Regions from separate parts of the Ovis aries genome. Here region 2 is linked to region 1. A link is a contact called in public Hi-C data. All regions are on one chromosome and are shown on one strand. The core of a region is the stretch at or near the end of the contact, and the rest is flanking DNA. Distances in the headings are between cores, read along the strand shown.

Region 1 (5,688 bases), core at 1,540-4,039:
TTATTGACTATGACAAAGCCTTTGACTGTGTGGATCACAAAAAAACTGTGGAAAATTCTGAAAGAGATGGGAATACCAGACCACCTGACCTGCCTCTTGAGAAACCTGTATGCAGGCCAGGAAGCAACAGTTAGAACTGGACGTGGAACAACAGACTGGTTCCAAATAGGAAAAGGAATACGTCAAGGCTGTATATTGTCACCCTGCTTATTTAACTTATATGCTGAGTACATCATGAGAAACGCTGGACTGGAAGAAGCACAAGCTGGAATCAAGATTGCCGGGAGAAATATCAATCACTTCAGATATGCAGATGACACCACCCTTATGGCAGAAAGTGAAGAGGAACTAAAAAGCCTCTTGATGAAAGTGAAAGAGGAGAGTGAAAAAGTTGGCTTAAAGCTCAACATTCAGAAAACGAAGATCATGGCATCCGGTCCCATCATTTCATGGGAAATAGATGGGGAAACAGTGGAAACAGTGTCAGACTTTATTTTTTTGGGCTCCAAAATCACTGCAGATGGTGACTGCAGCCATGAAATTAAAAGACGCTTACTCCTTGGAAGAAAAGTTATGACCAACCTAGATAGTATATTCAAAAGCAGAGACATTACTTTGCTGACTAAGGTCCGTCTAGTCAAGGCTATGGTTTTTCCTGTGGTCATGTATGGAGGTGAGAGTTGGACTGTGAAGAAGGCTGAGCACCGAAGAATTGATGCTTTTGAACTGTGGTGTTGGAGAAGACTCTTGAGAGTCCCTTGGACTGCAACGAGATCCAGCCAGTCCATTCTGAAGGAGCTCATCCCTGGGATTTCTTTGGAAGGAACAATGCTAAAGCTGAAACTCCAGTACTTTGGCCACCTCATGCGAAGAGTTGACTCATTGGAAAAGATTCTGATGCTGGGAGGAATTGGGGGCAGGAGGAGAAGGGGATGAAAGAGGATGAGATGACTGGATGGCATCACTGACTGGATGGACGTGAGTCTGAGTGAACTCCAGGAGTTGGTGATGGACAGGGAGGCCTGGCGTGCTGCGATTCATGGGGTTGCAAAGAGTCGGACACGACTGAGTGACTGAGCTGAACTGAACTGTGATGGCAGCTTCACCATCTTCTATTAACTTCTCAACTCTGTGCTGTCTGGAAATGTTCTAACCAAGGTTATAGATGATGTCCTCGTGGAGAACATTCTCAGTGCTTAGTTTATAGGGCGTCTCTTTCACAGGAGGAACCACTGATAACTTTCTTGGTATCTTCTATCATTTTCTGATCTTTCCTCTGGCCTTCTCCATGGGCTACTCTTCCTTTTTATAGCTTAAATGTTGGCCCAGCACCCAGAAGGATTCTTATGTTGCTCATTAGTTGATGGGGAAGGAGTCTGTTGAATTGAATTTGACTACAATTGAGTCATAAAGTGAATTGTATGAAAAAGAAAGGAAAAGTTTGTGGAACCCAATTAGCATTAGAAAATGGCATAAGAATATTATTTTCTAATATTTATTTTATTATTTATTTATTTGGTTGCACCATCTTATTTGCAGCACATGGAATCTTCATGGTGGCGTGTTGGGTATTGAGTTTAGTTGCGGTTCGTGGAATCTAGTTCCCTGACCAGGGATCGAACCCAGGCCCTCTGCATTGGGAGTGCAGATTCTTAGCCCCTGGACCACCAAGGAAGTCCCCTGTTGAGGATATTCTTGAGAATACTATTCTAAAAATGTGGACACAAAGTAGGTATGGAACCCAAATTGCAATACATAGAGAGAAGGTGATATTGTGAGAGAGAAGATGCAAGTGTTCAGAGACAGAGTAATGTTATAAAAATGAAACTGTATTAGGATAATTTAATAGAAGGTAAAATAGCTGCTTGACAAGAAAGAAAACTGGGAAGCACTGTGCTATATAAATTATATTTGGAATGTGTTATGCAGCCATTTATCATAACCCATCAGGATCATTGAAATACAAATGGTGTCCTTTTTATTAGCTCTGGTAGGCTTCAGCTTCAAAAAACATTCAGATTGTGTTTGCACTACATCCTAACAGGAAAATCAATCAGTTCACTAGATGAACATTAGCTGTGAAACACAGTAGAGCTTCCAGGTGTAAAATGTACCTGGTGTTAGACCAGATTTTCCTTCCCTGTAGATACTTGACTCTTTTTTGGGGAAAGGTCTGCCCTTGTTCAGCTTTCATTCATTTGACTACAGTAGCATTTCACTGCAATCCTATTTGTTCTCAGAATTTAGGGTAAAAAAAGTTCCATCTTGAGATATGTTCAAGAAAATGAATCCAAGAAACTGCCAGAAGAACTAAATGACAACATTTTGATACCTGTTCTAAAGCCCCATGCTCTCCAGTATGGTAGCCATAGCCAGTGTGTCTATTTAAATGTAAATTAATGAAACTTTAATAAAATAAAAAAATTCATTTCCCCAGTAGCACCAGCCACCCTTCAAGTGTTCAGCTGTCACATGTGACTGCTTTATTGAACAGTACAGATATAGAGCATTTTATTATTGCAGAAAATTCTACTGGGCAGTATTGCCCTAGACACACAAACACACACCATAGTTATCAATCAAGACAGCAGAGCCAAGAGACCCTGGACCCAGGAGAAGCACCACCACCCTGGTACCCCAGGTGGTAAAGCCAATGACGCCAGGAGCAGCGGGGCACCAACGACTCTGGAGATACAAGCAGCGATGAGGAGGGCACACTTCTGACAGAGGTGGTGGACTGTGGGAAGTGTTGACTCTCGATTATCAAGAGGCAGCGCAGCTAAGAGAAAGACAGAACTTGTGCTGTAGCACCACCTACTGGAAAACAAAAGAAAGGCCTCTAATGGCACCCCACTCCAGTGTTCTTGCCTGGAAAATCCCATGGACGGAGGAGCCCAGTGGGCTACAGTTCATGGGGTCGCTAAGAGTCGGACATAACTGACCGACTTCACTTTCACTTCTCACTTACATGCATTGGAGAAGGAAATGGCAACCCACTCCAGTGTTCTTGCCTGGAAAATCCCATGGACAGAGGAGCCTGGTGGGCTGCCTTCTATGGGGTCTCACAGAGTCGGACACAACTGAAGCAACTTAACAGCAGCAGCAGCAGCAGCAATGTTAAAAAAAAAAATCTTTACCGCTACTGGTGAAGAACCTGCCTGCCAATGCAAGAAACACTTAGAAAGATGATAATGATGACCCTATAATGTGAGACAGCAAAAGAGATGCAGATGTAAAGAACAGACTTTTGGACTCTGTGGGAGGTTAGGGTGGGAAGATTTGAGAGAATAGCATTGTAACATGTATATTATCATATGTGAAATAGATCACCAGCCCAGGTTTGATGCATAAGACAGGGCGCTCAGGGCCCGTGCACTGGGAGGACCCTGAGGGATGGGATGGGGAAGGAGGTGGGTAGGAGGTTCAGGATGGGGAACACATGTACACCCATGGCTGATTCATGTGAATGTATGGCAAAAACCACTACAATATTGTAAAGTAATTAGCGTCCAATTAAATTCATTAATTAAAACAACAACAACAACAACAAAAAGTCAGTTCACTGTGGTCTAGCAGGAAAAACACATCATTTTCTCTTCCTGTTAAGAAAGAAAGGAAAACGTTCTTTAAAATGAGTGGCATTTCATGCAGACAGGCACAAACAGTAGCCTGTCACATGTACATCACATCCTTTTGGCATCACTAGGCTTTATGTCTGTCAATTTTCAATCATAAGGAAAAAACACAATAAATCTTTTTATACAAACCACAAAATATGTAGAAGTGAGGGGAATAAAGCTGTCAAAATTTCAACAACAACAAAAAAAACGTAAGAGATACAGGTTTGAACCCTGGGTCAGGAAGATCCCCCTGGAGTAGGAAATGGCAACAAACTCCAGTATTCTTGCCTGGAGAATCCCATGGACAGAGGAGCCTGGAGGGCTATGGTCCATAGGGTCGCAGAGAGTGGGACACGACTGAAGCATGCTTTTACTGCTGAGGCCTGGGTTGGAGAACTAAAATTCCACAAACTGTGCAGTGTGGCAAAAAAAAAAAAAAGGTATTCACTATTTCAAATGTGCTGGCAGAGAAACAACTCATCAAGCATCATGAAGAACTATAGTAAGAGTGTATCACAAAAAAGAAAATGATGATCTTCCAGAAACCAAACTTAAGGTCACAGAATGTTGTAATCTATCTGAGAATTCAAAATAGCTGTCATGAAGAAACTTAACAAACTACAAGAAAACTCAGGAAGGCAGTTCAGTGAGTGCAGGAATGAAATTAATGAACAGAAGAACTACTTTACCAAAGTGATTGAAACTAAAACAGAACCAACAGAAATTCTGGAGTTGAAGAACTCAACAAGATGAAAAATGCATTAAAAAGTTTTGGAAACAGAGCAGATGATACGGAAGAGAGAATTGGCAAGCTCAAAGATAGAAATCTAAAAATGATACAGGTAGAAGAGGAAAGAGAACCGAGATCTTAATAAGTAAGGAAATTCTACGGGAATGATCCAACTCTTTTAGGGCAGTATTAGGATAATAGGTACTCAGAGATGAGAGGGAGAAGGGTGCAGAGAATTTATTTAAAGAAATAATCACTGAGGACTTGCCAAACCTAGAGAAAGAACAGGATATATAAGTTCATGAAGCTAAAAGAACAACTAGTTACCTCAATGCAAAAAGACCTTCTCCAAGACAAATTATATGTAAGAATTAAAGATTTTAAAATTTAAAAAAAAAAATAATAAAATAAAAATTAAAAAAATAAAAAAATAAAAAAACAAAACAAAACAACAACAAAAAAAAGTCAATGACCAAGAATGAATTTTAAAGGCAGCTGGGGAAAAGGGTGATAACCTATAGAGGAACCCCAATTAGGCCGTATGCAGATTTCTTAGCAGAAACTCTGTAAGCCAGGAGAAGATGAAGTGACCTTCTCAAAATACAGAAAGATCCTGGAAACCAACAGAAATCCAGGAACCCAAACCTAGGACAGAACAATTCCCTTGACCGCATCTAGTGGAGAATAAGTATTTATCGCTAGAATGTGCTGAGTGTAATTTGTGATACATACATTCATGCTTGAGTTAAGAGTTTAGGAAAATGTACCTAGTTCTCCTCCCATGATATATGTTCAGTTACTGTCAGTGAATGGCAGTAACATAAAATTTATGAAATCCTGAATTAAGGAGCACCCACCCACTTCCTGCTGAGTGAGAATCATGACCTACTCAGCGGACAGTGGTTGGAATTCTAGTGCCTAGAATGCACAGACTAGTCAAACAGCATAAACCCACTTTAGCACCTACTTAAATCAGAATCATCTGGGGAGCTTGTTAGATACACAGATCTTTAGGACCCATTGCACAGCCACTGACTCTGGGTTTAAGGATCTGTTTGTCAGCAACTTCCCCAGGTGGCTGAGAGACAAACAACCCCATGGGTAGGGCTTATATTTCATAACAAGTAAACAAGAGCATCCCCTCTAAAAAAGATCCTAGATTCCTGACCTTTCTAAAAGAGATGAGCAGGAGCCTCTGCCCTGGATCCTGCCCTTAAGGCTCCAAGAGCCCCAGAGCTGATCTCTAAAGGTCTAGGTCTTAAGCTAGACCCTGGGTTTTCCCAAATAGATGGAAGAAAACATGCTTCCACCAGGACCTTGGGATGACCACATGGAGGG
Region 2 (5,688 bases), core at 1,265-3,764, 130 kb before region 1:
ATATGTTTGGGGAACGTCCATGCCCGTTGTTTTGCCAAGATCTGTCTGGTACCTGGTACTCTGCTCTCCCTGAGACAGCAATTCTTGTGCCGTTTTAGATATTTGTGTATTTTCACATTTCCAGTAAGTTGAATGCAGTCCCTTAAAACGTGACAACTGTGTCTTATTTTTATTTGTCTGTGATAGGCCTTGCTTTAAGGAATTAGCATATGTAAAATATAGATTTGTATTCTATACACAAAAGCATTAGGACCTAGCATTGGAGAGGGTGCAGGTAAGCAGGCTGGTACAATATTTCTGAGAAGGTGAGCTGCCTTCCTCAGAACAATCTGGCAGATGCATCAGAAGTCTACACGCTGCACGTGTGTTGGATACTAGCAGCTCCACTCCTAGGAATTTATCCTAAGAAACCGCTATGAACGTATGCACGACACATCAACAAGTTTATTTGCCAAAACGTCATTTCAAATAATGAAAAGTTAGAAACTTACAGGGTGCATCAGAGACTGCTCAGTAAACACGTAGATACAAAAGTATATATAGTACTGTCCCATTTTTATTAAAAAAAAAAAAGTGCCTGTGACGAAAGATTAACTAGATGTGTGTGTGTTAGTCGTTCAGTCGTGTCTGACTGTTTGTGACCCCATGGACCATAGCCTGCCAGGCTCCTCTGTCCATGGAATTTTCCAGGCAAGAATACTGGAGTGGTTTGCCATTTCCTTTTCCAAAAGGAACTAGATACCAAAATACAAATTGCCTCTCTGGATGGTGAGGTCATTTGTTGTTTAAATGGTATTTTGTTTTAGAAGGTTTTTTTTTTAATTAAACATGAAAAAAAAATTTCCTGCAGTAGATATGTATTGGTTTTATGACCAGAAAAAAAATTTAATAAACTCATAAATGCCATTTTGAGAACAACAAAGATAAATTGGGCTGTGACTGCTTTCTAAGATTTATTATGGAATTCTCTTACACTTACACTTCTCTTACATTTATGACCTGTGTTATCAAAACAATACACCAAAATAGTCTTCAGCATCAGTATCCCAGAAACTTCCAAGTGAAAGTGAAAGACTCTCAGTCGTGTCCGACTCTTTGCGACCCCATGGACTGTATAGTCCATGGAGTTCTCCAGGCCAGAATACTGGAGTGGGTAGCCCTTCCCTTCTCTAGGGCATCTTCCCAACTCAAGATGGCATTATTTTTTTTAAAGAAAAGTAACCTTCAAGTCTCCCCCAAAGTTGCTACATTTCCTTTCTTTCCAGAACAAGAAGTATAAGTGCTGCTGAAAATGAGCAAAACTTGGAATGTTTTTTAGCAGGTAAAATATTTGAGGTTGATCTATGTGTCCCAACACTAGGGACCCCAAAGATAAATTAATGAGTAACAATGCAAATTACATATGTACTAGGATGACGTTGAAGAACAACAGCAACAATAACCTCCCGTCCCCAACTATGTGGGACGTTTTATTGAGAACAAATGAAGTTAATGAAGTGCTGATGCACTCAGAAATAGGCCTGGGATGATACACAAAGTGTTACCTGGGAGAGTGGGTGGAGGGAACAGCAGAAAACAGATACAGTTTTCAGGGAAGTGTGGGTGGGGTAGGTTTATTTCTTTTTATTTTATATACTTCTACATTCTTTAAATGTTTTAAAAATCATTTCAAAGCATTCAAAAAGAAATAAAAAAGAAAATTCAAGACATGCCTGTGCTTTTGAGCTCAAGGCAGAAATGAGATAGTAGGCTTTGCTTGTTTAAGATTAAATTCCTGAACTTTTCAGAAGGTCAGTGGTAATGATAGGAAAGTATTCTCCCTCTTGCTGTTTATATTGTAAATATGAAGATAGCAAGTGGGCCTTCCTAACCCTTAACTCAGCTAGTCCAATGATAGTCTCAAAGACATAAACAGTTTTGCAATGAGAAACTTGCATGGTTTTAAAGTGTAAGCAGGTAGAGATTCAGAGGGCCATTCTCCTTAACTAACTAGCTCACCAAAGTCATGCTCAGAGCTGGGCACTGACAAAAATGTGAGATGGGAAATGATTGTCTTCAATGATCAAGTCGTTGCACATAAACAACCCCTCCTTGTTCCTGTCTCGGCCAGGCACGTTTTTTCTCTCTTAAAACGCCCTTCCCTTTCCTGTACCAAGAAAGAGACTTTCAAAAGACACTGAAACATATTTGCATGAATGTAGAAACGACTCTTTAAAATGTTATTTTTCTAACGAAATTCGCTTTTCAACAGATTAACAAAGAAAGTGCTGATGGTGGAATTGCACACACCCATCAAAATTTGGGGGCAGAGTCAGCCACTGACTGCTTATACACCCACAGCATCCTCTGCCGTTGCCTAGGGCATGGCAGGCATTTTCAGACTTACAGATGATGGTATATGTCAGGATCCCGCTGGAGCCGGGTTTGGAATCCTATATACAGGTCGTCCCAGAGCAGGCCATTCTTCACCACGTGTCTGATGACGTCAACCCGGCTCCGAATCTGAAACAGATACGGAACAACTAGCAGGGACGCCCCAGCCAGCACAGAGCATCGGTACCAACCCCTTGTGTCCCTGAAAGAGGCAGCTGTCTATAAGGCAGGGGTCTGAGAAGTCAAGGAGAAAAGCCTACTGAAGTTGACATCACAGGCTGAGGTGGGGAGAGGACATCTGAGTGCCACAGAAATTGAAGGAAGGAAAATAGGAAGTGTATCCGGAGCTGGGGGAGCAGAGTGGGGAGGTGGGGGCAGAGTGACAGAGAGCACAGACAGAATGAGATTGCTGGGCTCAAATCCATGGTCTAGCTGTGTGATCCTGGCTACCATTCCGTGCCTCAGTTTCCTCATCTATAAAATGGAGATAATAGACCGTCCCTCAAGGGACTGTGGTGAAGATTCACTGAGTCAATGTACATAAAATGTGTAAAACAAGGCCTGCCACTGAGCAAGAGTATCTTAATTCAGTGGCCAAGGCCCTTACCTTTCAAGAATCCCAACTCCTGACACAGGATCTGTTGACTAGTCAAAGGTGCCCAGGGTTAGGAGACAAGCAGAGATGGCTTTGAGTCTCAGCTCAGCACTTACTAATCATGTGACCTTAACCTTGCTAAGCCTCGGTCTCCTGTGTTACTGTTGTGAGAAAAAAAGAGATATTTATGAAATAATTTTAAAAAAAAGGCACAAAGTAGTGTGACGGGAAGTTACTAAGGTTGGACATGGTTTTAACACTTCATTGGCATCCTTTTTCAGTATCTGGCATTACATTTTTTCTCCTGATAAATATGCTAATGCCAGTAGAGGCAACTTTATCACAAATGACAAAATGATCAGAAGACTGGTGTTTGGATTTATTTCTCTTTCCCACACCATCGTGACAAAACAATGACATCCACTGTGAACTGAGAAGGCAAACACAGGTCAAAGGATCTCTTATTTTGCCAACAGAGACTCAGAAACATGACTTTGCAGCTTGTCAAGTTGAGGACTGCCCAGCTAAGGTGCAGTATCAAGATCGAATTCCTCGCAGTGGAGGAGAGAAGGTCTTTCATGATCTTTCAAACTAGAGTCAAGCACGTGGAAGAATCAGGCAGGCTTTGAGAAATGTTTGGACTATAAAATGGAAAGGTCTTGGTGGTTTGATTAGATCTGGGGATGAGGGAACAGGGAAAAGGTGAAAAGCTCTGCTTCTAGCTGGAGTCACTGGTGGGTTGGGGAGAGGGGGCGGAGGTGCTAACATTGCCAATGATCAGACAGAAAACAAGAAAGCGCACTTTTAAGAGAACAACATGTTGAATTTTGAACAATGAGGTACAAGGATTTGAAATCCAGGTGATATTATCCAGTAGGCAATCGACTCTAATGAATCCAAAGCTGGAAAGTGTTGGTGGGAGCTGGGCAAAGTCTGGGCAGGACGTACGGATTTTTGGAGCCATTAGCAGGGAAGTGGTGCTAGCAAATGTGTTCACCCAGATACAGGCTTGAGAAGATGAGTGGGTTGAGCACAGAATCCTGATGGAAAACAGGAGATGTAAGTGGTGGCTGGAGAAAGAGACCCCCAAAGAATAAAGAAGAGACATTAGGAGGCCTAGTGTCACTGGAGCTGAGAAAGGACTTCTAGTTCAAAATGATGGACAGATCCCATGCATAACCTGCCTTCCACTCACTTCTGGATGCAACTGAAGTTGCTGACAAAGCAACTGCACAGGTATGAGCCTCCACAATGAAGAAGTGAAGTGAGTCGTTGGCGGGAGATTTCAACTAACAAATGTGAATGTGGAAAGCAGGTAGGTGAGTGGCATTAAAGAACAGGGCAGAGGCTGCAGAATCCAGGACAGTATGAGAAAGGACATTCAGATTTGGAACGAGAAGAGGTAGGTCTATGGATAATAGCAGGAGCACAGAGCACAAAATTAGGTACATGAAATAGTGAACACCCACTTCCCTATGCTTACACATGGTTCCAGAGCCAAATACCTTGAGACAGTTCTCTGACTAAACGGAATCAATTTTACAGGAAGAATGAAGGCAGGGAGTGTATTTGTGATGCCTTTTCACAAATACAAGGACCTCCACATTTTGATATTTTGGAGCCCCTCAGCCTAATAGCTGGCTCTTCGCCTTCATAAACTTAAATGAGTGCTCCCTTGTCCACATACAATCTAGGTTATAGTTCATAGCCTACTCCCTTAAAAAAAACTGAATTGGCCTTCCGCATTTATAAATCTAGATGTTTCACATGAAAATCCAGATATCCAAGTTTTCTGGAAAATTCAGCGGATCAGCTGGCACTCAGTAGGGGCTCCTCCCTTCTCATGCTTTCCACTTGACCCAGTCACCACTCAGCTCCACCTAGTTAAAGATCTGCCTGGGGTCCATCTGTGAGCATTTAAGCATGCAACCCCCACCTTCAAGTAAAGCCTGCTGGACAATAAGTCTTACCCATATATAGAGAGCCCTGAGTCAGCTTGAAAAGGTCTTTTTTTTTTTTTTTTTGGTAAATATAGATTAATCCCTTAATTCTTAAAAGTCACCACAGTGGAATAAGCAACACTGCATGCAACTAGAAGCCAAAGGAGCAATGCCTTCAGGCGTCCGTGGAAAGTGACTGCCACCCAGCATTGTGTGTTCAGCAAGCTGCTGTGCAAGATCAGGCAGGAAAGGACTTAAACGGTAGCTCCTGTGCAAACTTTCTTCAGCAGATACCTAAGCAGAAAATACCACAAAGGAGGAAAGCAAAGAAGTGAAGACATGGGTGCGGTCTAGAAGAGGCTGAGGGAGGTCACAGGGTGACAGATTGGCGGTAGACCTAGAGAGGAGCCCATCCAGACCGGAGCAGGAGCTCCTGAGAGCACTAGGGGCTGGGCATCTAGGAAAGATGGAGAGTTGGCATGATAGAAAATATATTCATGTGTTTGAAAGGCAGTGAATGTCTCCCCTCCAAAAAAGGCAATATGAGAAGGCTCCAAGTGGCAAGAGATGGAGCTCTTCGAAGGATAACCTCTTTAAACAAACCTCAACATACTGAAATATCACTAATATCCTGAGATATAAAAGCACTTGAGTCAAAATAGGGACCACCATGTATGCGGCAGGCATGACAATTTGCCCCATAGTGTGGTAAGTCTGCTCATTTGTATTAAAGAGAGCTGTTGCTAGCTTTATTTAACAGAAGCAATGTGAAAAGCTGTA

The links. A called contact is a pair of places that touch in the nucleus more often than the background predicts.
Region 2: a contact with region 1 is called in a Hi-C map of liver, with 5 times the contacts expected there. The contact joins two enhancer-like sites. A contact is called at or near these places in 2 of 16 Hi-C or Micro-C datasets (liver and tail adipose tissue).

The regions. Positions count from the first base shown.
Region 1 is chr20:31,620,247-31,625,934 of ARS-UI_Ramb_v3.0, reverse strand. All of the region lies in intron 2 of LOC101106806 (cytidine monophosphate-N-acetylneuraminic acid hydroxylase), which reads right to left. Among named protein-coding and RNA genes, the nearest start is that of CARMIL1, 55 kb to the right of the region's middle. Within about 2 kb of position 2,789, at least 1 of the 54 cell types and tissues checked has an H3K27ac peak or open chromatin away from gene starts, as enhancers often do. A contact at or near this core is called in liver, where this site is marked.
Region 2 is chr20:31,749,142-31,754,829 of ARS-UI_Ramb_v3.0, reverse strand. LOC101106806 (cytidine monophosphate-N-acetylneuraminic acid hydroxylase) reads right to left here. Exons shown (of 15, transcript XM_060403435.1): 14 at 2,387-2,502. Among named protein-coding and RNA genes, the nearest start is that of RIPOR2, 41 kb to the left of the region's middle. Within about 2 kb of position 2,514, at least 8 of the 54 cell types and tissues checked have an H3K27ac peak or open chromatin away from gene starts, as enhancers often do. A contact at or near this core is called in liver, where this site is marked.